Linked DNA regions of Sus scrofa: region 2 is linked to region 1. Evidence: chromatin contacts called from public Hi-C data. All regions are on one chromosome and are shown on one strand. The core of a region is the stretch at or near the end of the contact, and the rest is flanking DNA. Distances in the headings are between cores, read along the strand shown. Region 1 holds the start of LOC102165987 (proline-rich protein 18-like). Region 2 holds the start of ADAMTS8 (A disintegrin and metalloproteinase with thrombospondin motifs 8).

The links. A called contact is a pair of places that touch in the nucleus more often than the background predicts.
Region 2: a contact with region 1 is called in a Hi-C map of embryonic fibroblasts, with 4 times the contacts expected there. The contact joins the promoter of ADAMTS8 here to the promoter of LOC102165987 in region 1. A contact is called at or near these places in 1 of 5 promoter capture datasets (liver) and 2 of 47 Hi-C or Micro-C datasets (embryonic fibroblasts and epiblast stem cells).

The regions. Positions count from the first base shown.
Region 1 is chr9:57,014,463-57,021,027 of Sscrofa11.1, forward strand. It overlaps LOC102165987 (proline-rich protein 18-like), which reads left to right and starts at 2,319. Exons shown (of 3, transcript XM_021063955.1): 1 at 2,319-2,345; 2 at 2,743-3,071; 3 at 4,748-5,786. The coding sequence starts at 2,319. The coding sequence ends at 4,796. It overlaps ZBTB44 (zinc finger and BTB domain-containing protein 44), which reads right to left and starts at 4,341. Exons shown (of 6, transcript XM_003130080.5): 1 at 4,123-4,341.
Region 2 is chr9:57,110,561-57,117,125 of Sscrofa11.1, forward strand. It overlaps ADAMTS8 (A disintegrin and metalloproteinase with thrombospondin motifs 8), which reads right to left and starts at 2,517. Exons shown (of 9, transcript XM_003130083.4): 1 at 1-2,517.

The DNA of each region.
Region 1 (6,565 bases), core at 1,069-3,568:
CTAGGGAAGGAAACCCCTTTTAAAAATAGTCTTTGATACATGACTATTTTCAATAACAAGAATTTTATCCTTTACAAAGTTAGGAAGACTTACTCAAAATTTAAAACCTTTGGTGTATTATGAAAAATTTTAGAAACAACAAAATTTAAAGAATTTTTACAGGAGAATGCCCCCAAAACCATACCCAGATTCTACCACGAACATTCTAGAATATTTGTTTTATTACACATCCATCCAAACTCCCATCCATCTTGATTTTTGATGTTCTACTTTTTAAATGCCTATTAAAATGGTATCTAAATGCAATTTCCAAAGCAAGGTCTGATAACTAAAAAGGACACGTGTAGTAGACAAGCACATGGGGCTCTTGGCATGCAATCACTGGAATTTCTATAGGACCAACATCAATCATGTACTTCCTGTAATTTGACCCATGCTGAGTTAAAATATATCCAATTTTATGACACATTATATTTACTTGTAAGATGTAGCAAAGTAGTTAAGTGAAACACTGAAGACACCTGAGTTTGAAATCTGGGTATCAGTTTACTTGCCAAGTGAGATAGCAGCAGCAATAACAAATGGTTAATAGGTTATTTAAATGAGATAATGCATGAAATGTTTAGCACAGTACTACCTCTTTGAAAGGGCTCAGCAACTGTTAGCAATTATCATCACTCTATTAGCCCAATCTATCGTAACAGGCTCTAGCTGCATTTTTAGGAGGCATTTTAGTTCACCTCTAGTTCTGAAGGAAACCTCCCTGCCAGAGCATCTCCAATAAAACAACTGATTCAAGACAGCTGCTCAAAATCACTGAGCAAAAGGTAGGCAGGAACAGGATTATTTGCTTGGTGTCAAAGTACTACCCCCAAATCACATACAAATCATAAACAGGCAAACCACACTTTAATAGATCTGATAGTCACCACTTTGATCAAGTGGCCACATTTAGTATTCGTAATAGTGTAGCAATGACATTAAATACCTCCTATATGATGTAACATGAAATACACCGCATCATCTATAAAATAATCTTTCCAAAGAAAGTTTTCCTCAAGCTAATCAGTTAGGTTTCTTTAGACCTAACTTTCAGTAACAGGAAATTCAGAGGGAGAGAGGAATAAATTAAATGACCCCACCAGGAAACAGACAAGCCTAATGTAAGTGGGAGAATTCTCTAAGACAACCGGTTTCATCAATTAAGTATCAGGAAAAAAAGGAGAGGAGGACACAGGATTTTTCAAAAAGGAACTAAGTGGGTAATTAACAAATGCAACTCAGGAATCTTGACTGAATACCGCTTGGGATTTCCCAAAACGACCTTGGAGTACTATGGAAATTTGCATATGGACTGTTAATTTAGAAAGGTGTTAATGCTATGTAGGGATTAGTAGAATGTCCATAGTTTTGGGAAACACTTGGGGAAATACTGGAGTGTCTTGGTGTTTGCAATTTACTTTCAAATAGTTAGAGAGACACACAGAAAGGGAAGAGAGGTGGGGGGGTCAATACCACAAAAATGCTAATCACTGAATCTAAGTATTGGAGTATTCACTACATTTTCCCTTAATTTCCGAGAGACTGGTATTTTTCACATTAAGTTTTTTAAAAGTATTCCTATACTGAGAGGCACAGTAGAAAACATTTCTACAATGGAATTATATCTGGGGACAAATTTCACTTCTATTACTAACTAGTTGTGTGGCCTAAGGCAAAGTTACTTAAAATTACTTAAGTTTCTGTCTCATCTATAAAACTCAAGTAATAATGTCTAAGTCATTAGGTTGTTCTAAGAATCAAATCAGATCACATGTGTAAAATGCCTAGTAGTGTAGCACAGAAAAAGTAAACCTGGTTTGCCTATTTAATGCTATCATTCTAAAATACAGGGCTATAGGAAAACATTCCTTTCATTATCGCCACATTCCACGATAAAGATACATTAGGTAAAATTAAAAGTCCATTGGCAGTTAAAGCGAAGTGACGGGGGTAAGTAAATGCATAATGAAGATTTATATAATATTTTTTAAAATCCAGTAATTCCAACTGAGACCCTCTAGGCAAAAAAATCTACCTACCCAAACCATTCGTATCTATCAAATTGTGAAGTCTGCTTTTGGTATTAGCCTCTATCCGAATAAAACATTAAGAAAATAAGTGGAAGTTAGAGACTTTCTTCCTGACCAACTGATAATCTACTTATACGTTTTCTTAAAAAAACGAAGTTTTTGTCTTCATTTCTATAAGTTCCAATAAAGCACACAATTTTTGGGCTTTATCCTAAATTCTAGTTAAGCATCATACAACTCACAAGCATGCAGTTTCCTTTCATCAGTGCTAACGTAACTCGTCATGTCACTCGCAGGTAACCCTTTTCCGGCTAGGCCAGCAGAAAATGACTAGAAGCAGACCCATCCTCAGGTAGGGAAGAAAAAAACGTGGGTTTTTTTGTTTTGTTTTTTAAATAAGTGTCGCCCTTTTTTTCCCCACTATCAGAAAAAGAAGCAGGGGAGAGGAGGGAACAGTCGGATCTCGGGCTCCCGGCACGACCAGGTGGGACGCTGACACCCCGCCTCCTCGGGGTTAGGGTGCTGGGCACACGCGCGTGCACACTGGGGGCGCCCTGGGAGATCGGGGCAATTTCTCCTGGACGTCAGGGCCCAGGTTCAGTCTCCTCCCTAAAGGATTAGATACCATTGAGAGCACCCGATAGGGTTCTCCCGGTTCCTTACCGTCCAGCGCCCAGATGGGAGACGCACGGTGGCAGCCCTCGGCGGGCGCGCGCGGCGAAAAAGGGCCGGCCCCCGCCCTCCCCTTCCCTCTTCGTTACCTGCGGGCGGCGGTGCCAGGGCCCGGAGGCCTGCTGCTCCTCCTCCTCCTCCCCTCCAGGCTGTGGCGGCGAGGTGGCGGCGGCGGCGGCGGCCCGGGGGAGGGGGCGGAGCGCGCGGCTCGCAGCCTCTCTCCTCCCCCGGGAGGCGGAGGGGACCCTATCTCGGGCCGCCGCGCCTAGGCCCGTGGACGGCCTGCGGCTGGGGCATGGCGGCCCCGAGCAGCGGCGTGCCTGCGAGGTGGGGGGCGAGAGGCGGCGGGAGGGAAGAGCGCCGAGGGCCTGAGGGGAGGAGCGAGGGGGCCCCGCGAGCCGCGCGAGCGGCCGTTGGGGGCGGTTGGCCGAGGGCAAGCGGTTTGGGGAGCGCGGCGACGGCTCGCGTTTTCCTGGCGGGTCGGGGTGGGGAAGGGGAAGGGGAGTGAGGGGAGGGGAGGGGGAGGTTGGGAGGGAGCCGCCGCCGCGCGCGTGCGGGACGGCGCCGCCGCTGTTGCCGCTCGGCTCACTCCAGCCTGTTTGGGGGCACTTTGTTTGTGTCCCACAATGCTCTGCGCGGGCGGCCGGGCTGGGGAAGGGGAGGGCAAGTGGGCGGGGCGGAGCGAGCTCGGGGGCGGGGCGCGAGCGGGGAGACACGGGTATTGCGCAGCCGCAGAAAAGGCCGCTCCCAGTTCGGGGCTTGAACTGTGGGCGACTCGGCCTCCTGACACCCGCGGGTTTTGACACCGCTCGTGCATCTTTGCGTCTGTGCACACGTGCTGATTTACCGATACACACCGCCCAGACCCTGGCCAATTCGCTTTTCCTCTACCCGTCCAAAGCCGCCTTCCCGTTAGCCCTGACAAACATTTCTGGGCATGGTTCACGCTTCTTGTCTTTTTTTGTTTTCTTTGAACTAAAACCGAAAGAAACTCCTGTTTTCTCGAGTGGTTTCTGTAGCGGGGTTGAACCGGAACACCCCAGGCGCTTTCTCTTGGTGAGGGAGCTGAGCTGGTAGTGGGCCCATTTCTCGCACACGGAAACTGAGGCCTGCGGAGAGGCGGCCTTGACAGGTGAGGACGCTGAGCCCCGCTGGCTCCCACGCCCGCTTCCGCTGCAGGCAGCCGGTGTCCCGGTTGCCTGCGGCCTTTGCACCCCCGGCGTCATATTGGTGCCCGAGGATTTTTCTAGAACTTCCCTCCCTGGGCCACCTGGCGGGACGTGCGGTTCTGAAGTGACTGAAGGAATTCATCTCGTTCCCCCAAAATATGCCCGTTCCTTCCACAAGCTTGAATTTTTTTGGCTCTACCACCACTAACCTGGCTTTCCGGCGGGGAAGACTGTGGGGCGCCCCGAAGTGACTGGTACGGCCGGGAGGCGCTCTAGAGCTCTCGGTCCACTGCAAAATCATGTAAAGTGGTAAAATTCCTGGACCCCAAGTCTTAGCGTCCCGGGGCGGGCGGGCGAGCGCCCGGGACGGAGATCGGCGGGTAGAAGGGGCGCCAGGGCTGCGGGTACAAGCGCGCTCCAGGCAAGCCCGCCGGCCGCGCAGAGGTGGAGGGGGTGCGGCCTGCAGTGCCTCAGGCGCTCTGGGTTCGCATACTTTGTTTTCCCACGCCTCCAGCTTTTACACCGAAAGACTTCTCTCCAAAGGGCTTTGTGCAAGGTGAGCTGACATCCCGCCCGAAGTAGAGTGGAGATTTCTTTTGAAACACTTGGTAACGTCTTGCATTAATCTTTCCGAGAGACCAGCACCCTAGCACCCCCTCTTTCTAACCACTGAAACCCACTTTAAAAATAAAGGCCATAAAAACAACGTCTAATTTTATAGTCTTTTGCAGTTTCCAACTGCTTTTCCAGTATGTATGTCTAACGGCCACCGCAATTGTAGTACTAATAAGTTTTACCACTATTTCCACCATCATTTTATTATTCCCATTTCAGAGATCCAAGTCGGAACGATGTGAAAGAGGCCCAGAAAATTTTGTGCTGAAATTTGAAGAAGGAGAAAAAAAGAAGGTGGAATGCTTACCCTCGGCGGAAAACAGGAGCGACAGAGCAAGTCTCAGGAAGGCCTGAAGTCCTGGTGTTAGAGCAGGTGCACAGGTAACACCTGGAGAAGAATCAGGATGGGAATAAAGTCAAACAAATCGTGTCGACCTCTCCTAGGGTATTCAGTAGGACAGTCAATAAAAGACAACTGGTCAGGTCCTTACTACTCATTACCCAAGGGACTGAGGTGGCAACTTCCTTTCGTGGCAAGAGTAGCAGCCCTGGCCAAAAAAACAAAACAAAACAAAACCAGCTTTCTTTTTTAGTTTACTCTCTTTTCTCCCTTTCCTTCCCTTTTGTACTATTCTGATTTTCATTTTACACTTAAAAATTATCGGCCTCTCACTCCACCCCCACCCTGGGACTGGAAGATCAATTAACCACCAAATGGCTGTGGGGCCCTAAGGGCACAGTGCTAGATGCTTGGATAAGGTGTAAGAAGAAATACAAAGATTAACTTTGTTGTAGTCCTTTCCTCTGTTTTGGCTTTGGGTAGGGTTAGTTTCTGTGGCTTTTGCAGCCTCCCACTTTTTTCTTCCTGGACTAGTAGAGGCTTGCCCTTCAGTTGGTGGAATATATACACCTTTCTTTGACACTCGATTAAATAATACCACTGGGAGGATTTTCTGAAACCAGAATCCTGCATACAGGTGAAACAAACAAACGTAAAACAGTATGAGGAACCTTTAATTATTAACCTGGTGTAGGTGACGCTAAGGAATTCAAATTCCAGGCAAAGAGGGTTTTATTTCAGCCATAAATTTGGGGGACCAAATTCTGGCACAAATGCCACTTGCTTGTGTTAGAGCATTATAGCTGAGTGGGAACTTACTTAGTCCATAACTTATTTCAGAATAAGAATGCTTGACACTTAACTGCAAGATCTCTAGTCTGACTTGGCTCATTCCAATAGAGGAGAAATCATTTCTGCATAAAGTGCCCTTGCTCCTTTATTAGATCTTTCCAACTATATTAACAAAATTAGTCTTGCTCCCCCACCCTGAAACTTGTTCCTCTTCTAGTATTCCCAGTTCATCATCCATCCCGTTGTGCAAGTCAGCCTCACTGCTTCACTACTTTACCACTTCTCAGTTCTAGTCCATCAACAAGTCCTGCAGAATGTTCCCATTCCTGTGGCCACCATCCTAATCTAAGACACCAGTACGTTGTGCCTGGAAAATCGTGATACAGCTGACCTGGCTTCCTAAATGCATTTGCCTTTCTCTTCATTCTCTGCATGGTTGCAATGCATGCATAGCATACAATGGCTTCCTATTGTTTTTAGGATAAAATAGACTGGTACCATGGCTTTCACTGCCCTTTAAGGTGGGCCTGTACAATACATAGCTTCAGCTCTTTGTATTTTTTCCAAAAAGGTGCTAGCTGTGGGTCCCCCCAACCCCCACATCTTCTAAAATGCCACATGCTCTTCTCCAATGCATACATTGTTCCCTCTGTGTATAAAAATTTCATTCCTTAGCTAATTGCTCGCAATCGTCACATCTCTTCTACATATGGGTGTATATGTGTATATATATGTGTGTGAGTGTGTTTGTATTTGCGTGTGTGTGTATACAAAGAGGAAAACCACAGGCCCAAGTAGCATCACTTTTGCTGAAGCCCATGATACCAAATTTAAAATCTAAACCTAGATTTAATACCTGACCTAATTGCAGTTTTGACCTTTACCAGGAATGTAATCTTCATCAG
Region 2 (6,565 bases), core at 1,267-3,766, 96 kb after region 1:
GGAGAGGAAAAAAATTTTGGATGAAATGTAAAACCAATCAGAAGTCAGCGGGACTCGCTCTCTCCCCCCCTCCCAAGTGTCAACTCCAACTTTTTTCCCCTTTGCTTTACGCACTCCCACATTAACTCCTCCAATGCTGGACAGGCCCTTTAGGCAGCATGCTTGGGAGACCCCAACCACTACCTCCTGTGAGGCCATGGAAGAGGCCCCTGCATTGGCCCCAGTGACGGTGTCACTCCGGGGACCTGACTGTGCAGAAGTCTTCAGAGAAGGTTCCAGAGCTTTTCATTGTAAAGCAAAAGATGGAGGTGGGAAAGGTCTTACTAAAACCATGCTCTTCGGCTAAAAACCCCATTTCACCCCAAGCTTGAGATGGGGGCAAACAGTATCCAACCTGGTTGGCTAAGTCCTGGTTAAGGCAACAAGGACTGGGTTACTGCTTGGTGGGCGCAGGGGGGCAGAGCCTGGCACGGGAGTTAATTACTGAGGGGAGATGTAAGCAAAGTCGAATCACCCCCCCGGGCAAGTAAGCTCTTGGCTAGGAGTGCAGCAGAGGTCCAGGAGCTGCATGTCTGGCCCTGAAGACTCAACTGCTATGGAGCTCAACTGTCGGGGTTGGGGGGGGGACGGACATGACCCCCTCACTGCACTGCCCATGGCTGTGGATACCAGTCGTCCCACAGTGTCACCTACCGCTGGGATGGGAGGGAGCTGAAACCCCCCCAGAGAGGGTGGCATGTTCTACAGTCCTCTCTCAGAGCACCAAAGAGAGCACTTCCTGGCACCCCAGTCCTACCGCCACAAGGCTGGGCTGGACTGCGGGTCCTCTACTCTAAGTACAGGCTCTGAGCTGTCAGCATGCATACCTGGGGATCAGGACTGCTAAGTTCTTCGCTGGTCACCAGTTCCCTGCCTGGGTTGGGGTGCCTGCCACTGGGTCGCCCCTGCTACGTTTTAGCCCATGCCCTTCTGTTACCATCTGTGCAGGAGCATTAGGAAAATGAGACTCTCAGGGCTTGTTACCCCTGAAGAGGAGCCCCTCACAGACTCTCAAGAATCCCAGGGCAAGTCCTGGCACATTCCCTCTGAGCATTCCCTCTCTCTGCTTTCTCAGAAACTTTGAATTAGATGGAAGGAAGGATAAGCTTTCTAGCCTAGCATGCTGCCGAATCTTCTTCCCTGGATAATTTACAAGATAAGATGTTTCGGGGAAGCACTTCTGGAGGCAGGGGAATGGAAAGAATGGCCTCTTCAATCCTTTTCCAAAAATGAGCAAAACACTTCATCCCAGCACAGCAGCATAATCGCCCTGGGGGAGTCTGACCCGGCAGGCAGTGAGTAATCCCATTTGCTTCAGGCCTGTTGTAACATTTCTTTGCTTCTCAAAGCCCCCTATTCGCCATTCCCCCGAGTAGAGCACAACTCATGATTTTCAATAGCAATTTGGTCTGTACCTTTTCCTTCTTTCTCCTTTGAGAGCATTTGAGAGGAGAGGGAGGAAGGGTTGTGCCTGGTTCTCCTCCCCCCGGGTGTGTATTAATGGCTGCAGGCAGGAGCCTTAACCAAATCAGGGAAGTCTTCAATGTCTTGGGCCCCCAGGTCTCAGCTGGGAAGGCTCTGGATGTCGTTCTTGTTTTTTCCAATAGAATAAAATGCCCCCAAAGACTGCTCTTTGGAAGCTCCTTTGGAGAGAGGTCGCGTAGCGGACTTTGGGCTCTTTATGCGTGGCTGGCCTCCCTCTGCCTTCCTGGGTTCACTCTTCCCAGTAGGCATACATGCCTTGCTGGTAACTCCAGGATGGTGCCTGCCACTCACACTGTGTCCTCAAGGTGTCACACTTAGCGTAGCTGTGCGTCCACCTACTGCCCTGGATGCTGGGACTGGGAAGGGGGTCCCTGGCTTGTGATGAAAGCCCTTGGGAGAATGGCCGGTAAAGACAGTACAGCAAGACAACGGCCAACCAGTGAAAAATCCCAGAGGGGTATCCGCCAGTTGTGGATTTCCTACGTTACCGTGTTCTTTCCCAAAATATATAATTACAGCAGAGCTTGGCAAACTACGGCCTGTGGGCTAAATCCTGCACGCTGCCTGTTTTTGTATAGCCAAGGATGCTTTTTTAAAATGATTGAAAAAAAAATGAAAAAGAATAGTAAAATTTCACAATGCTTGAAAATGACATGAAATTCACATTTCAGTGTCCATAAATAATGTTTTATTGGAAAGTGACTGCGGTCATTCACCTACACATCGGCTGTTCTTATGCTATAAGAGCAGGATTAAGTGCACCTAAAGTGTATTAACTATCTGACCCTTTGCAGAAACAGTTTGCTGGCCTCTGAATTACAGTAAAGCAGCATTAATTGGTGGGGGGCTCAAATTTGGAATGTGGGATTATTTAGACTCAAGATCTGCGATTCATGTGAAGTAAGAAGTTTAACATAATTTCTTGCTCTAAATATGAGGGGGAAAGTGTATAAAATGTGAAAATTAAAATATCTGTGCCTGTCTTTAATTCTGTATGTAGCAATTATTTATTATTTACTTAGTCCTTAAGTAATTAAAGGACTTTTATGTTTATAGTACCCTATAATACAGGTAGCACATTTTAGGATTCTAATTAACTTATACTATTAGTAACTAGTTATTTCTTAGTTTCTCACTAGTTTTATAGAGTATATATTATACATTTATAATGTATCCTAAGCTCTGATATTCTCTAGGATTTCCTTCCAACCAGAAGACACATTAGTAGCTGTCTGATCCACTTCCACTCGAATTTTGTAGAGAAGAAACAGAAATGCAGAGGTTTCAGTGGCTTTAAGGCACATAATCAGCAGAACACTTTTCCCTAAAATGTTGTGGTACCCCCTGCATGAAGATTAAAAAAAAAAAAAAAGTATTGCTTTCGAATTTCATTTGCAATTCATATTTTATTGCTGTTGTTGTTGTCAAAAGTGAGTGCTTACTCTGGGCCAGGTGTTGTCCTAGGACTCATTTAAATTTAATTTCCATTAAATCCTCTGTAATAACAGCATCCATGTTTTGACTGCTAGCTGTGGTCTCGGCACTGTGCCGAACAGCTTGCAAACATAAATTCACTTTACCATCATGACAATCCTCTCAAAAGGCATCCTACATATACAGAAATAGGTTTAGAGAGGTCAGATGACTTGCTTAGGGTCACTTAGTTAATAAGCGGTGGAAACAGTGTTCTTAACCAAGGTCGCCTTCATAAACTACCAATTAAATATAAGATTTTTCTAGCGATGATGTCCTACACTGAATTAGCGTTTCTTTGTTTAGAACCAAGGATTAAATCATGCTATTACAGAGCTGGAAGGGCCTCTAGGATTTTATCTTTAAAGATCACAAAGAAGGGAATAAACAGCTTTTCTCCAAAGCCTGTGATGGCATTTAAATATAAACAGAGTTCTTTCATTCTAAACAAAATAATACCCTTTTTGCCACAATTCATGTTCATTTTCTATAACTTTGGCTAATTGCTGTGAACCCCACATTGCCTGTAACAGAGAGGACTTCCTGGTCCTTGCCTCTCTCTCTCGTGAGCACAAACCTCCCAGCAGTCCAGGTTTGGTTTTTGACATCACTTTTGTGCTGATTTCCCTTTGCAGAGTTTTGTGATCGCATTGGTATGCGTACAAGCATTCCTCTGTATTTTTCTCTGTTTAATTCTTTCTTAGTCCTAAATCTTCTACCTTTTGGAACCTTTCGAACTTCACCCAGTATATGGAAAATCATTAATTCATATTCTTGAGGCCATTTTAAGTTCAGTTTCCTGACTCCCACTAGCTCCTCTGATTATTTTTCCTATCTTCATCTGGTTGTTCTTGTGTTTACAGACAGTCTCAGTGGCGCGCTCCCAATCCTGTTACTTCTATTACCAAGAACTAGATCTAGCACAAACTGTTGTCCGATATTGACATCGACTTGCTTGTTGACCAAACTTTGATTGATTTTGATACAAGGAGAAGCAGCAAAAAACCTTTTGCTCCAACTGTTTGTACGTTCAGTGACTGACTGCCAACCACTGGGCTCACTGTTGGGTACCCGATATAAGACTGCCCAAGGCCCCATGTGGGATGCATCTGTGATGACAATCTCTGATTCCTGCTGTAACTGGCCAGTTAGTCACTTGCACTTTTTGAGTCTTATAAGGGCCACAAAGATGAATGACAACAGTTTGGGTCATGCTTGCTTTATTACCAAATGACCAGCAGGTGGCACTGTTCAACTTGGTTTTCATCCTCTTAGACTTTACAGAGCAACTTATTCAAAAGTTAGAAATTTCTATCATGCCATGAAGTCTGAGGTAGCAGTCTTTCAAAATTACACACACAAAAAAATGTGAGTGTTCATTAGATTTCTTACGCCTGGTCCCTGGAGAAGGTTGAAGGTGGTGGTGTGCCCTTGTCTTGTTTTGACATAACCTGTGCTGCTCTCCTTCCAACCATCCCTTCTTCACCTTGATTTATGGTCTTCATCAGACCAGTGTCTCTCGACTCAAATTATCTGGCAGCCTTGGAGAGCTGGCCAAACTGAGGTGTCTCTAGGGCCTGGGACCACTTTAATCCTGAGGATGGTTTGATTTCTATGCATCTTTTAATTATTAATGAAAAGAATTCACCTCTTTCACATCTTCATTATTGATTCTAACCACCAGATGGGAGTCTCGTCACATTTACTTTTTATAGCTGCTGCAAGAGGGTCTGAAATCTCTCTAAACAATGGGTCTAATTAACTGCTTCTGATTATACACACACAGGAACACGCAGACGTATAAACATATATTTTATTTTGCTAACTTGTGAAGCTGCATCCATTTCTCCTTGTTTTAGAGGGAAGAAAAAAGGGATGAAGGAAAGGAGCTGGGATTTCAGGATAGAAGATTCTTTCTCTCTTCCTTTTTTTTTTTTTTGCTTTTTAGGGCCACGCCTGAGGAATATGGAAGTTCCCAGGCTAGGGGTCAAATCGCAGCTACAGTTGCAGGCCTACACCACAGCCACAGCAACGCCAGATCTTTAACCCACTGAGCGAGGCCAGGGATTGAACCCAAAACCTCATGGTTTCTAGTCGGACTCGTTTCCGCTGTGCCACGATGGGAACTCCGGAAGGTGATTTCTCAGAGCAGATGAAGTGCTTATTCAAGGTCATCCAGGGACTGGATATTAACACAGTCCACTTTTTGGAAATATGTTCACAGCGTTTGGTGCCCAGTAGGCATATGTAAAAGGCCACTGTTTTCTATCACACCATCATCGTTGTCATCATGTTACTATACCCCACCCATCCTGGTCCACTGGTCCTATAGTGTCTGGAGTTTGTCTTGGCCTTGTTCCCCTCATCCCCAGTATCTCCCTTCTTTACAGTTGTCTAGGGAGCTCCCCTGACTTGCTTTCATGGACAGAAGGGAATCCAAGTCGTGAACACTTTGATTTGATGGCAAGGACTCCTAGGCGTGTTCGAATTTTAAGAGACCCGAGGAAAGGAAACTAAAAGAAAGAAACAGCTGATGGCAGAATTTCAGACACTGTGACTATAGCATGAATGAGAAATCTGGGGCTGGGGAGGCACACGAGTCAGGGCTCCTAAGTAATAGGTGGGGGCACCTGCAGGGGTGTTGAAAGAGGATTTGGGGGAGTTCCCTGGTGGCTCAGCTGGTTAAGGATCCGTTGTTGTCACTACTGTGGCTCGGGTTCCATCCCTGGCTTGGGAACTTCTGCATGCCTTGGGCAGGGCCAAAAAAATGGGAGGATTTTTGAATTGGGTGCAATCTGATATTATGAGAACTTAGGCTCCAGCCTTTCTATTTTTAAGGTACTTTTTTTTTTTCCTCCCATTTTTAGGGCTGTTCCTGTGGCACATGGACGTTCCCAGGCTAGGGGTCGAATTGGAGCTGTAACTGTTGGCCTACACCAGAACCACAGCAATGCCAGATCCAAGCTGTGTCTGCCACCTACACCACAGCTCATGGCAATGCCAGATCCTTAACCTAAGAGTGTGAGGCCAGGGATCGAACCTTCCTCCTGGATGCTAATCAGATTTGTTTCCACTGAGCCACGACGGGACCTCCCATTTATCAGGTACTCTTGAGTAGTGGAGGAAATGAGCACTTTCTTGCTTCTGGATTAAAAAAAAAAATCCAGATTTTTTCCCCCTCTTAAACATCTGGGCCTACAGCAAACTCTCTACCCATCTCTCTTCCTAAGGTTACAAGATGTATTTCTCTTTTTTGGACATTCTTCCTTGAAGTTCTCTCTGAAAGGAGTCTTGTCAAGCTCCTTGGATTAAAGGATTTAAAGAGGAACATGGACGTTAGATGTGGAGAGCAGAGGTCATTTCTCCATCCCCTCCCATCTCGACCTGCCAGCTCTTCCTTCGCCTAGAATCACACAGCTGGTGGACAGACAGGCGATCCAGGGCGGGAATGTACATCTTCAGCTGTATCACATCTAATGTCACTCTCTCCTGAAGAGCAGACCCTGAGCTTAGAAGGTCTCCAAGGTCTCTTAGAGCTGCCTGGAGATGGGTCTGGCAGTGGAGGCCT